3 separate regions of the Danio rerio genome follow, and all the other regions are linked to region 2. The links are chromatin contacts, called in public Hi-C and HiChIP or PLAC-seq maps. All regions are on one chromosome and are shown on one strand. Each heading gives the region's core, a stretch centred on a gene start, on an enhancer-like site or on the middle of the called end of the contact. The rest is flanking DNA. Distances are from core to core; before and after follow the strand shown.

What was found. Hi-C and Micro-C count contacts between places; a contact is called where the count stands out from the background. HiChIP or PLAC-seq counts read pairs in DNA pulled down with a chosen protein or histone mark.
Region 1: a Hi-C map of hematopoietic stem cells shows a contact between it and region 2, with 2.7 times the contacts expected there. The contact joins the promoter of nudt4a here to the promoter of bhlhe41 in region 2. A contact is called at or near these places in 2 of 18 Hi-C or Micro-C datasets (caudal fin and hematopoietic stem cells) and 1 of 4 datasets of contacts at active chromatin or transcription factors (embryo).
Region 3: a contact with region 2 is called in an H3K4me3 HiChIP or PLAC-seq map of embryo, with 3 times the contacts expected there. The contact joins the promoter of ube2na here to the promoter of bhlhe41 in region 2. A contact is called at or near these places in 1 of 18 Hi-C or Micro-C datasets (caudal fin) and 1 of 4 datasets of contacts at active chromatin or transcription factors (embryo).

What each region holds. Positions count from the first base shown.
Region 1 is chr18:17,172,455-17,176,786 of GRCz12tu, forward strand. nudt4a (nudix (nucleoside diphosphate linked moiety X)-type motif 4a) reads left to right here and starts at 2,098. Exons shown (of 5, transcript NM_001310062.1): 1 at 2,098-2,647. The coding sequence starts at 2,420.
Region 2 is chr18:17,503,269-17,507,682 of GRCz12tu, forward strand. It overlaps bhlhe41 (basic helix-loop-helix family, member e41), which reads left to right and starts at 3,082. Exons shown (of 5, transcript NM_001039107.1): 1 at 3,082-3,165; 2 at 3,276-3,339; 3 at 3,472-3,579; 4 at 3,685-3,796. The coding sequence starts at 3,104. sspn (sarcospan (Kras oncogene-associated gene)) reads right to left here and starts at 571. Exons shown (of 3, transcript NM_001037580.2): 1 at 140-571. The coding sequence starts at 379. It overlaps LOC137490727 (a long non-coding RNA gene), which reads left to right. Exons shown (of 3, transcript XR_012394005.1): 3 at 48-1,420.
Region 3 is chr18:17,154,676-17,159,656 of GRCz12tu, forward strand. ube2na (ubiquitin-conjugating enzyme E2Na) reads left to right here and starts at 2,334. Exons shown (of 4, transcript NM_213486.1): 1 at 2,334-2,469. The coding sequence starts at 2,440.

The DNA of each region.
Region 1 (4,332 bases), core at 848-3,347, 330 kb before region 2:
AGCCTAAATGTTTTAATTACTTTGTATTGGAGTAAAATGCATTCATTTGATCATAGTTTAATCATAATTTGAGTCGCATTACATATGTTATTATATAATTGTATCTTCAATTAACTCTTGGTTTAATTATTTGAAATCGTCAGAAACCACTCTGTCATACATTTTATCAGTTCAGTTTTGAAAAGATCCCAGACGATTGGTTCTTGAAAGAATCGTGTACCAGTGGTTAACACTTTACAGTGTGTCGCGGGGTCTTAAATATTGTTTTTGAAATTTAAGACATTTTTAGATTTTAAGGCCTTAAATTCACTGAAATATTGTCTTGTAGATCTTAAATCCTTTTAAACAGGTTTTAATTTACTTTTATTTATGTAATGCGACCCAATGATCCAACACACATCCAATAACAACAATACTTTTCAATAAAACTTAAATCAAAACTCTATTTATAACTAATATTTTATTTATTGTTTATTTGACATGGACATCACAAATGCATTAACAAACCAAATGCATTTGTTTAAGTGTTTTAGCAGACTTGCTAAACACCTGTCCAAGGCTTGATATAAAATGAAAGTCAAAACAATACACATACACATTAAAATTCTTTACCTAAATTGCCTTATAGCAATTTTAAGTTGAAAACAAATTGCATTTGTACAACTAGGGTATGCTTGATTTAACACATTATTCAAAATTTGTGACCAAAACATTCCTAATTAGAATTTGCTTCTTGATATGGCAAGTAAATATTTTATTTTCTGCTGGGCCATTAAGAAAATCCTTAGCATTTAACCCTATATATATGTATATATATGTATGTATGTGTATGTATGTATGTGTATATATATGTATACATATATACAAATATATACACATACATACATACACACATATATATATATATATATATATATATATATATATATATATATATATATATATATATATATATATATATATATATATATATATATAGGGTTAAATGCTAAGGATTTTCTTAATGGCCCAAATTTTATTCTTGATGGTCTTAAAAGTTTTTTTTTTTTTTTTTTATTTGACATGGTGTAACCTGCAACCCTGCCTTAATTTTTTATGTTGGTATCAAAACTTTCAAAAATTAATCTTGAAAAGAATTTCAAATATGTCCAGTTGAGGCTGGAAACCAGCTTATATTTAGTGTCAGGATCATGGTAAACCATGCTAACAATATTTCAGAGCTTGTATGAAAAATGCTAGCAATCCATTAAAATGTGGAGGTTTTAAAACAAAAATAGGAGTAACTTGCTTGATAGAAATATTGTTAAAGGTGGTAGCAACATGTTAATTCAATATATCCCATTGACACTAGAAACCAGCTGCTATTTAGTGTTAGGATCATGGTAAACCATGCTAACATGTCACAGCTTGTTAGAAGATGCTAGCAAGCTATTAAAAAGTGGACATGTTTTAGAACAACAATAGGATGTAACTTGCTTGAAAGAAATATTGTTATACGTGGTAACAACATTTCAATTCAAAACATCACTTTAAACTATATGCTTCACTACATTGTATGTTAGCATAGCATTAATATGAAAGAAATGTTAGCATTTTTAGTGATAATAAAGGAATATTTCAAGCAAAAATTTTAATTTGGGCATTAACTCGCCCTTAACTTGTTTTAAAAATGTAAGTTTTTTTTACAAAACACAAAAGAAGCTTTTTTGAAGAAAGCTGGTAAACGGTTACTGTTGTCTTCCAATGTATTTGTTTTTCCTACTTTGGAAGTTTTTGATTTGAGGTTTTCAGCATTCTTCAAATGGTTTATTTTGTGTTCAATTGAAAAAGCTCAGAAGATTTTGCACCAATTAGGGATAATTAGTTGGTAAATGTTCATTTTAGCGTAAACTATCCCTTTAAAAATTCAAGTAAAGTAATACTAAGTATTAAAGTTTCACCAAACTCTTTGGCTAGTTGTTAAACTAAAATCCACCAGCAGATGGCGCTAGTACAACACGACTCCGTTCTGTCCCTGCAGTGTGGCTTTTGTCTCTAATGTTACTTTGAATCAATTACTGCCATTTGTATTACATTTACAGCGACGCGACGTTGTTTAATTCCACCCACATCAAGCCTCCGGGAATCAACAATGTCCTCCCTTCCTCTGGCGGCAGCAATGATGATGATTTCTCATTCATATTTCTAACCAGGGAAACGCCTATCTGTTGATGGCATCTTGGGTTTGTAACGCAGATCCTATTGCAGCTGATTTAAGGCGACTGCGCAGAGCCGAAGAGCCGCAGCAGAGCAGAGGAGTGTTCACACATAACCAGCCAGCCACCATGCTCCAGTCCAGATCACCTCAAGCCACGATCTCCGCCGTCAAGACAGGAATATTGCCTTCAACGTGAGTCACTTCTGACAAAACGCAAACTGTATGATCAGCCTGGGAAATCTGGGACGACTTTCAGCTCTTGGCCTGAAAGGCAGCTGCGTTGCGCGTCGGATCCAAAAACTAGGCAACCGAGAACACTTGTATTCTTGTTTTGTTCGGAGAAAAACCCACATGATGAAATTCAAGCCCAATCAGACAAGGACGTATGACGGAGAGGGCTTCAAAAAACGAGCAGCCTGCCTGTGCTTCAAGAACGACCGAGAGGACGAGGTGAGGCTGAGGGGGAAAGTGCAAATGTGGTTGCTGGTTTACTACAACTGTCGCCTACGGAGACAGAGTCTGGAGATTGCAACACAATGTTATTCCTTGGAGCTAGTTTTATGTTGCAAGAAGTTGCTGGTTTAATCAGTTATCCAACATGTTATTGACTACACCCATTAGGTGCTAGCACTTATTTTATAATAGTCTCTCATTCAGGTTTCTGGATAATATATTAAGTGACTTCAAATAATACATGTCAGCGTTTTATTAATGTTTGTTGTCGTTCTGTCACTTTATTATTATTATCATTTATATTCACGTTAGTGTTGAAGTTAAAGGGATAGTTCACCCAAAAATGGAATATTTTTACTAGGCTACTCACCGTTTACTCCCCCTTTAAGTGATTACAAATCTGTTTTTTATTTTGTCGAATGGTAAAGATGATTGAAGAAAATTTAAAATCTGTAATTGTTGACTTCCACAGTAGGAAAAACCAACATGGAAGTCATTGGTTACAGGACATTCAGCTTTCTTCAAAACATTGTCTTTTCTGTTCAACAGAAGTCAAACATGTTTAAAACTACTAAAGTAGTAAATGATGACAGAATTGTATTTTTTTGGGGGGTGAACCATTCCTTTAACTGCCTTTATTATCAATATTAATATTATTATTAGTCAGTTCACGTTAACAATACTTCTGTAGTGTCTATTGTTTTTGCTGGTCACTATCAAAGCAGTAATTTTTAGTAACTGTCCCCCTGCTACTTTGCCTTTGAATTTTTATGGTTCTTAACTTAAAAACTTGGTTAACTCAATATATTAACAATTACCCACTGACTTATCTGTGTAATAATGTATATGTACTGATACTTGGTCCAGTTTTAATAGGAACTATTTCATAAATATTCAGCTTTGTGTACTTTGACGAAGTTGAATCTATTCTAACACTTAATAGTATTTTGTTGCTCTTTTTTTGTTGTCATATTGTACGAACCAGAATGGCTACTTGGTTAATTATTATTATTACTGTTAGTCAGTTCACGATAACAGTACATCTGTAGTGTCTCGTGTTTTGCTGGTCACTATCAATGCAGTGATTATTAGTAACTGTCCCCCTGCTACTTTGCCTTTGATTTTTTTATGGTTCTTATCTTAATAACTTGGTTAACTTAATATACAGGTATTAACAATTACCTACTGACTTTTCTGTGTAATACTGTATATGTACTGCTATTTAGTCCAGTTTTACTAGCAACTATTTCATATTCAGCTTTGTGTACTTTGACGATGAGTCTACTCTAACACTTAATAGTATTTTGTTGCTTTTTTGTTGTCATTGTTTCAAACCAGAACGACTACTTAGTTAATTATAATTAATATATTTTTTTTATTATTATTAATATATATTTTTTAAAAGTCTAGTACATTCGCCTACTACAAAAATTTGAATATGGACAATAGCTTTCTTAATAGTTACAAAAATGTGTGTTTTGTTAGTTTAAAATTACCAAAATGACATAACATTTCCACTGAACCTTTACTGTTGAATATCAGTATATATCTATATCTTTAAAGTGAGTGGTTTACTTAATAAATAGACCGATCCTAATTTTTACTAATATATATATATTTTAATTTAATTCGCTTCACATGCTAGAATTTCTTTTTTGTAGTCATGTTGTGACCAGTCTAAA
Region 2 (4,414 bases), core at 1,832-4,331:
TCGAATGTACACATGCTTGCTTATATGTACTGTATGCTTATGTACAGTATAGCCACAGGGTCGATGGATCCAACGAGGCCTCATGCATGGCCACCAAAAGAGTAAACAAGGCATGCTGGGAGTTCAAATTCAAGCTTACAATGATGCCGGCCCAATGGGGCGTCTCCCGGGCCAGCAGAGAGGAGCTAATGGCAAGCATGAGGAAGGCCACAGCTGCCACTGCGATGCCCAGCAGAAGCTGCAGGAGAGCCACCAGCAGAGGAAAGCGGCAGCCACAACATTTCTGGGCTTCCTCCGGCACCGGGCCTCCAGTCTCTGCCTTTGCCTTCTTCTCACTGCTTTGGTTGCCTCCTACCTTCGGATTCATTCCCAACCCCATAATTCCTCCTTTCTTGTGCAGAGGTTCTCAATCTTCCTTTAAAAACAGACTGGACGCTCTTGTTTTTTAGTCCTTTTTTTCCTGCCGTTTCTTTTGCTGGACTGTTTCTTCACACTGGCCTTCCCCTCCCTCCTCACTGGAGGCTTCTCTCTCTCTCTCTCTACTATTCAAATTCAGAAAGGGCTCTGAACTAATATGGAAAACATTTGGAGCAGATTCCAGAAGAGCCGCATATAGAGCACTGGAGAGAGGAGACGGAAAGGAGGGAGGCTGGAAAAGGGGAGGGAATATGCATGAAGGGGGACTCCAACACACGACAACTGCTAGTCTCCCTGAAAGCAAACAGGAAATGGGGATCTTACAAAGCAGAAAGCTTCTCGTCACTGGCGAGAGTTTGAGTCCTGCCAGCCTCACACTGTGTGTGATCTATTCATAAACAGCCTGGAGTCAGTCACATGATTCTGATGAAGTTACGTGACCCGTGGGCATGTGAGAGCGGGTTACAGTTAATCTCTTATGAATATTATGAGTGAGTGCAGATGTGCTACGTGCTCAATTCGTTTTGTGTTAATTATGGAGAGTTGTTAAATACATGCAGGACATGTTTCTTATAATGGATAAGTCTGTATTCGGCTGGACCTTTAGTGGAACTGTTTTTCTTCCCCCAATTTGCTTTGTATGGAGGAAAGGCTTTGATTTAAAGCTCATAATGGGTTAATCTTCTGAAGGCTGGATATTGACAGAATGTGGTCTATTTTCAGACATACATCTATGTGCTGTTGTGTTATGTCACACCTCGCTTCAGATCGAATGTATAAGGAAAGAAATCTCAGTAGATCAAGATGGCAATTCAAGCCAAACATTGCACACTGATAAAAAAATATGTAGGCTATATTGAATATTACAATTACAATTTGTTAACATGAACAAACAAAATTCAAACTAAATAAGTAAGATTATCAGAATGCAACTCTTTTTGGTAATCTGTATGTGCGTGCATGTGTGTCTCTGTAAAAACATTTGACCGAATAAAATCTATACAAAAACAATTAATAGAAAAGTTTATCTGACCTTCTATAACTATAAACTCTCTCTCTTTCTCTCTCTGTCTCTCTCTCATATTATGTACATGTTGTTCTATTGTTGCTTTGATTATTCTATGTTCTTAACTGTAAGTCACTTAAAGAAGTGTCTGCCAAATATTGATTATAAATTGACAAAACAAATAAGTAATAACAGGGCACAATACTGTTATTCTGAAGACGTAATAAACAAATAAATAAATGAAATAAATAAATAAATAAATACATATATAAATAAAACGTTTTTAGCATTTATTACACATAAAAATATTTTTATATATTTAAATTTTAACTAACAGATTATTTTTTGTACATGTAAAAAAAAATGAACTCTGAAGACATTTTGTCTGAATTGTTATTTATGAATAAACACAACGAAAAATTTTATAATAAACAAAAATATTTTACTTGCATTTATTATATATACAATTATTTATTATAATAAAGTTTAAATTAAATTTAATTATTTCTTTTAAAAAAGTTGTATTTTGCCGTAGTGTATAATATTAATATAATTAATAGTTAAAATTAGTAGGCCTATAGTAAATAAATAAAAATATTGTGTTGTATTCCCTAATTTCAGGGGCATCCCGGTGGCTCAGTGGGTAGCAAAATCACCTCACAGCAAGAAGGTCGCTGGTTCGAGCCCCGGCTGGATCAGTTCCATTCCTGTGTGGAGTTTGCATGTTCTCCCTGTGTTTGTGTTGGTTTCCTGCGGGTGCTCCGGTTTCCCCCACATGTCCAAAGACATGTGCCTGTAGCCAGGGGTGGTTCGGGCGGTTCGAAAGACCCATCCCTCACTGATAAAGTCCAGAATTTGACACCTATATGAGCTCATTTATCCCATTTTTGACTGCTATGCCATCATAAATTGTGAAAATTATAGATAGAAGAAGCCTTTAAGACAATAACATTTTTTATAAAAATTTTAATTAAGTGGCCAAGGAAAGTTGAGCTGGCCATTTTTTTGCCAAGGCTACTGTTTTCATTTTAAAACGAATAACTGCAAAAAAGGTTCACTTTTTCAGAAAAAAGAACCACCCCTTTCATTAGGCTGGCTTCAGGACTGGTGAATTGGATGAGCTAAATTAACTATAGTGTATGTGTGTGAATGAGTGTGTATGGATGATTCCCAGTGATGGGTTGCAGCTGGAAGGACATCCGCTGTATAAAATATATGCTGAATAGGTTGGCGGTTCATTCCGCTGTGGCGACCCCTGATTAATAAAGGGATTTTATTTTTTTATCTTATGATTTACATTTTAATATGTATATGTTATTCTTAAATCTGAAAATGCATTTGTCTCAACTGTTCTGCAGTGATGTGCTGGTGTTTGTTTTTTCAGAGTGTAGTGAGCAGTGAACTGACAACTTTCAAGCTCATTTAATTCCCAGACTCTGGAGCTGGTGCAGTTTACACGTGAGTCAGCGCGCGGTTCCTGGAGAAGGCGCGCGTGCGCGGTAGTGGCCACGCGCAGTGTGAGTGCGCGAGAGCGCTGGGCAAAGTGGCAGCTCAGGCGAGCGCGCACACACACATCATCATCATTCAGAGGTGCTGCGCGAGACCGGACACAACGCACTGCCGCTCCGCTCAGATATTGGATTAACCAAACCTCACTGTATAACAAAGTGGAACAAAGTTATGGAAGAAAGAATATCGAGAATGCAGAACAGACAGTTTCTGGATCACGCGGATTTCTTGGGGTAATTTTATATTTGCTTGTTTTGCTTTTAATTAACGCATGCATTAATTTTGCAAGGTATCAAAACGAATTTATTATATTTTTAAAAAAAATAATGTTTTCTTTTATCAGGGTGGAATATTCATCGCTCTACATGTGCAAATCCAAAAGGGGGATGAAGAGAGAGGAAGGAAAGGTAAGCAAACTGTGGACCCGTGATGAAAACGTGACATTCACGTAACACTCAGTGACACTTGCTGTTAAGTATGCGAGTTATAATAATTACTTTACGAACTTTTGCAGTAGCTCATACTTTTATCATCCGCAGGACGCGTACAAGTTACCACACAGACTGATCGAGAAAAAGAGGAGGGACCGAATAAATGAATGTATTGGGCAGCTGAAGGATTTATTACCCGAACATCTCAAACTCACGGTAAAGTTGTTTAGTTTTGTTAACATGTGTTCTGCAAATGTATCTCCCCACATAAGGAAAGTCGGAAAGTATAGACACGCTTTAAATGTTCGTGTTGTCTTACAGACTCTGGGTCACTTGGAAAAAGCGGTGGTTCTGGAACTGACGCTGAAGCATTTGAACGCTTTGACAGCTGTCACAGAGCAGCAGCACCAGAAGATCATCGCTTTGCAGAACGGTAAATTACATAATGTTCAGCCCACACAATGCAATTAGACTAACGTCAAATCCACACGAGGGGAAAGAGTAAATGTCGCTTAAAGTACTTGAACTTAACTAAATGTGCTTATGAACACATAATTATGTTCGTTTCGATTCAAAACTATTAAAAATAATAAAAGCAACATCACAATGTTTATTTTTACAGTTTATCTTATTTATGTTATGTTTACATTTTATAATCTTATCTATCTATCTATCTATCTATCTATCTATCTATCTATCTATCTATCTATCTATCTATCTATCTATCTATCTATCTATCTATCTATCTATCTATCTATCTATCTAAATACTTAATTTAAATAATATTGATTGTATTTAATGTTTATCTTATTTTAATGTATGTTTTATTTACATTTACTCTTTTACAATTTATATTTGGATGATAGATCTATCTATCTATCTATCTATCTATCTATCTATCTATCTATCTATCTATCTATCTATCTATCTATCTATCTATCTATCTATCTATCTATCTATCTATCTATCTAAATACTTAATTTAAATAATATTGATTGTATTTAATGTTTATCTTATTTTAATGTATGTTTTATTTACATTTACTCTTTTA
Region 3 (4,981 bases), core at 1,084-3,583, 350 kb before region 2:
ACAAACTCTTTATAGGGTTATTGTATGTTAATACTGTGAATAAAGGCTTCAATAGGCTTAAAAATTAATTTGTTAAACTAAACTCAAAGTGAAAACAAAAGCTTTTATCTTAGGTGATCCTAATTTCTTAATGTCTAATAATATATTAGAAATTGTAGTTGTAAACTAATTACCAGTCATAAATGTTATACGAAATGGAGTTACTAACTAATATAATTAAGTTTTATAAACATAGAAACTGAAATAAATGTAATTATATCTCACTGTTGATTTTAATCCATTCAAATCAAACATTAACTCATGTTGCTGCTAATTTTACTCATAATATTCCTAATATTACCAACATTTACTCATGCTGTGACATTATTCTAAAGTTTCACCTTTTGCACTTTATCATCCTTTTGCAATTTAATTTGAGTATTTAATACTGTGCTCCATTGTTTTTTAGGGTTGTAAAAGCATCAGCAGTTAATCACAACAAAACAATTTTTTAGCGGCATAAGCAAAAGTGCAGAAATTTTTCTGAGTTTTAGGTTTTGGGATAGGTTTAGGTTCAGGGTACAGACTGGTGGTTAACTCAATAACTCCAACGGAATGTCCTCATTAAAAGCTCTCTCCCTCTCCCTCTCCCTCTCCCTCTCGTGTGTTTTGAAAATTTAACATCTTAACTCCTGATAACTCCTTTTTTTTTCAACACATCCCATAATTTCTAAAATAACAGCCTCTACCAAATGGTAGATATCTCGATTTAAGGTAAAAGTAGCAGAATTAATACATATACTATGGAAAATCTAAAAAAAATATGAAGTGCAAGACCAATTTATTTAAAAACATAACAAAAATAAGACATTTTTGAATACTAAATCATCTTTTTTTATACCATAAAATATTTTAGCTTTTAATTTAGCACAGTAATTTACATGTTTTGTTGTTGTTGTTTTATTTACAATGACACTAAAATCAAGGGCGAAGCAGTGGCACATTAGGTAGTGCTGTCGCCTAAAAGCAAGAAGGTCGCTGGTTCGAGCCTCGGCTCAGTTGGCGTTTCTGTGTGGAGTTTGCATGTTCTTCCTGGGTTTCCTCCGGGTGCTTCGGTTCCCCCCACAGTCCAAAGACAAGCAGTACAGGTGAATTGGGTAAGCTAAATTGTCCATAGTGTGTGTGAATGTGAGTGTGGATGTTACCCAGAGATGGGTTGCGGCTGGAAGGGGATCCGCTGCGTAAAAAACTTGCTGGATAAGTTGGCGGTTCATTCCACTGTGGCGACCCCAGATTAATAAAGGGACTAAGTTGACAAGAAAATGAAGATGAACTAAAATCAAGTGTAGGAGTGCAACAGGATTGTTTGTTAGATTTTTTTGTAAACCAACAATGCTGTTTAGTGTAAATTATTATTTAAAACATTAATTCAAACAATATAAAACACCGATACACATTTCAGCATTATCTTTTAGTGCAAAAGCGCGAGTGCTTCCTAAAGATGAAACTTAATCAGGTTTAGTTAGATACTCCTAATATAGTCAGTCAAAATATAGTCAACCATTTGGTCGAGCAGGCAGTTAAATTAATATATAAATACAACTTTTGAGGATACTTTATCAATATATTTTTTCAAATTAATCAAATATTTTTATTAACTCATAATGTAAAATCCAGAAAACTGATAATGGCTCTGATCAGCTGTCTTTATGAATACAAAACTTTTTTTCCCCTTTTTATTTTTATTATAAACAATGATCTGCAAAATATTGTAAAATCTGTGAATGTGTTCATTGATGTTTTCAGTGGTAATAACCACATTTTTCTCCAGCTATTATTTATTTCATTCAATGAAGGGTTTCAATCAGACTTAACAAGGCAAAAGTCACTATACAAATACACTTTGGAAAAGAGTACGAATTGCTGTTTTAGTACTCCAGGGGTTTAACTTTTTCCAATAAGAGACGCCAGTTAATTTCCCAGTGCTGTGTTGCGGCTGGAAAGGCATCTGCTACATAAAACATGTGCTGGATAAGTTGTCGGTTCGTTCCGCTGTGTCGAATCCTAACTAATAAAGGGAGTAAGCCGAAAAGAAAAAAAAAAGACACCAGTTTAACGTGTCATTTTAGGAATGTAGTTAAACCAGTTACCTGAAGGACTGAACCATTAAAAACTGAAAATTATTTGAGTAACTAGTCAAAACCTGTAAGAAATTCGTCCAAAAAACTTCATTATAACGGACTATCTAGATTCATGTCGGTTGAAAAAAAGAGAGAGCTTTCCTTCTAAACAAAACTACAACTTCCATATCATCTTCATCATCGTGAAAAGCGTACGTTTCCGCGTGCGTCTGGACGCACCGCGCCGGAAGGCGTGTGTCTGTGCACTGCGTCTCCGCCGTCAATGCAAACGAAGTAAGAGGCACCGTGAGTCAAAGCTAAAATCCGCATTCAAGACAAGATGGCAGGGTTGCCCCGCAGGATCATTAAGGTAACCGTGAAGTGAGACACACTGCACCTTTTCAGTCTTTCGTTTTTAACCATAATACTACTAAATCCTCTTCTATATATGAAAAGATCCGCCAAAGAGAAGCGACAGCTGGCTTAGCGTTTGGCACTCTGTTTGTTAGCCACTTCCGTTTCGGTACATTCATCGTATCCCGAATATGGGTGGGTTAAAAATACATCCACCGCTGTGAAAGATGGCGGTGGGCCTCTGTCTTATTCATTATTCATTAATAATTTGCACAACTAATCAAAATGATGGAGAAGTGAGAGTCGTTCCTGCAATGGAAGTGTACATGAAGCGGTGCGCTCGCGGTCATTCATTGCTGGAGCTCGAGCTGTTTGGGAGCTCTCGAGCTAACCCCTCCAGACGGCTAGCTAGGCTTACAAACTTGGACAAATTATCTAGTTTAAACAACTGCACAATTAGGTTTCATACATATGGGGTAATTTATCTATTTTCCCGAGTGCACGATGATTATTAGACCATTTACGACGCGATTATGAGCAAAATAATTCGGCTAGCTCGCTTCCTGTAGGCTAGGGAAGCAGTTGCGGCGCTAAATAAGCTAATGACTGCAGGCCCAAGACTGAAGAAATGTCATATAAAATAGAGGATTATGTTATCAAGACGTTTATTAAATAAACGCTCGTCCTTAATGAGAGATGTTGTTTATTCCCAATGAGAGATTAATAATTTGCAACGCCGAAATAAAGAGACAATTTACACATTAGATTTACCATGGATTTGTAAAGCTCTAAGTTAATGACGATGTTTTTGTGTCTTATTTTAATCACTTGTTTAACTATCATTTTTAATACAAACACCATGGTTAAACTATTGTAGGTTAACAAAATGTTGTTTGTATTTGCATTCAAATTTAGAGAGAATGAAAGTAACAATCTTCATACACTTTCACAATGCTGTGACAAATGCTGTGCACATGACTGGAGCTGTCAGCATTTAGCATTTATAGTCTCCCTTTCTGGTCAACAGAAAAATATCAAATATTTTGTAACAACGTAAGGAAGCACACATAATGGTAGAGTTTTCATTACAACAACATGGATTCACACTTTGCAATTAAAGCAAAACTGCATTTGTATATTGTAGTACAGTTCTTTTGAATATATAGACAGAAAGTCGTCTAAACTTCGCTTAGTCTACTTACAAATTTGACTGAAATATGAATGCAACATTGACAAAAATGACAACTCATTTTTCTTTATTTTTTAACCTCTCAGTGTAAAGATTAATGACTGTTGAAATGACAATCATCTTGCTGATAAAATCAAAACTATCAATATATGTTTCTGCATAATTCAGGTTTAAATTGCATGTTTGCTTCACCCACTTCTACATAAGCAATTTTCAGGCAAGAGGGAGGAAACCGTTTGATTAATTTCAGAAATATACATTTCGTCAGACTGCCGTTTCAGTGGGTTTTCATGTGAATAGGTTGGTTGTGAAATGAATCGATGTGAGTAGGAGGGCTGGGAACGCATCTTTGATGGCCTTTTTCTCATGCATGAGACCATGACATGAGCCCCTCTCTTGTCTGTGTTTGCTCTGCATGGTTTTGTCTGTGGGTTTTTAGAAACGTGAGGAATTTCATACTGAGGTCAATGTATTTGTATAAGTTAACTGGAAAAAAAATGGCAAAGGCTTCTGTGTCTAATGTAAACATTATTGGTGGGACATTTCAGTCAAAAACAAAAACCTCTAATTTTATTGTTCCGAACTTGTATGAGCTTTTTATTTCTGTGAATCATAAAAGATATTTTGAAGAATGTTAGTAACCACATTTTTTGTACTCATTTCTCATCATCGTCTGTTCATTGATATAAAAGTCATACAAGTTTAGACCCAGATGAAAGTGTGTAGATGATATACAATTTTTGGAGGGAAATGTATGTCTCTCTTTTTTTTTTGTATATTCAAATAATAATGTAATAGTTGTGATAATATACAAGTGTGATTCAGGACCACATAGCGTTAACACTGGGATCTTATTACCTTCTCAGGCATTATTTAGCAAGAATTATTGTACATTATACTAACAGTAAAGTATTATATATCACTGTTCAGAGTTTGGGGTTCTATATTTAAAAAAATAAGGTTTATTCAGCAGTAATGCCTAATAAGTTAGTAAAAAATATTAGCAAAAATTATGTCATGGCGATATATTTTTTAAATCATCAATGACTGTATATTTTTGAAAATAATAAATGATTCTCGAGCATCAAATCAGCATTGTTATGCAAATTTTTGAAAGATCATGGGACACTGACCTAAGGCTGGGCGATTAATCAAAGTAATCGAAATTGACATTCAGAATGTATAATCGATTACATTTTTCCAGGTATTTTTTTTTTGGTGGAGTCCCATGACCCAACTCTGTTAAGGATTTTTTATACTTATTTTGTTATGATTTGCTTATTATATTATTCTGAAAGTATACTTCTGCCAAGCGCATGTGTACAGGCCAGCGCAGCTT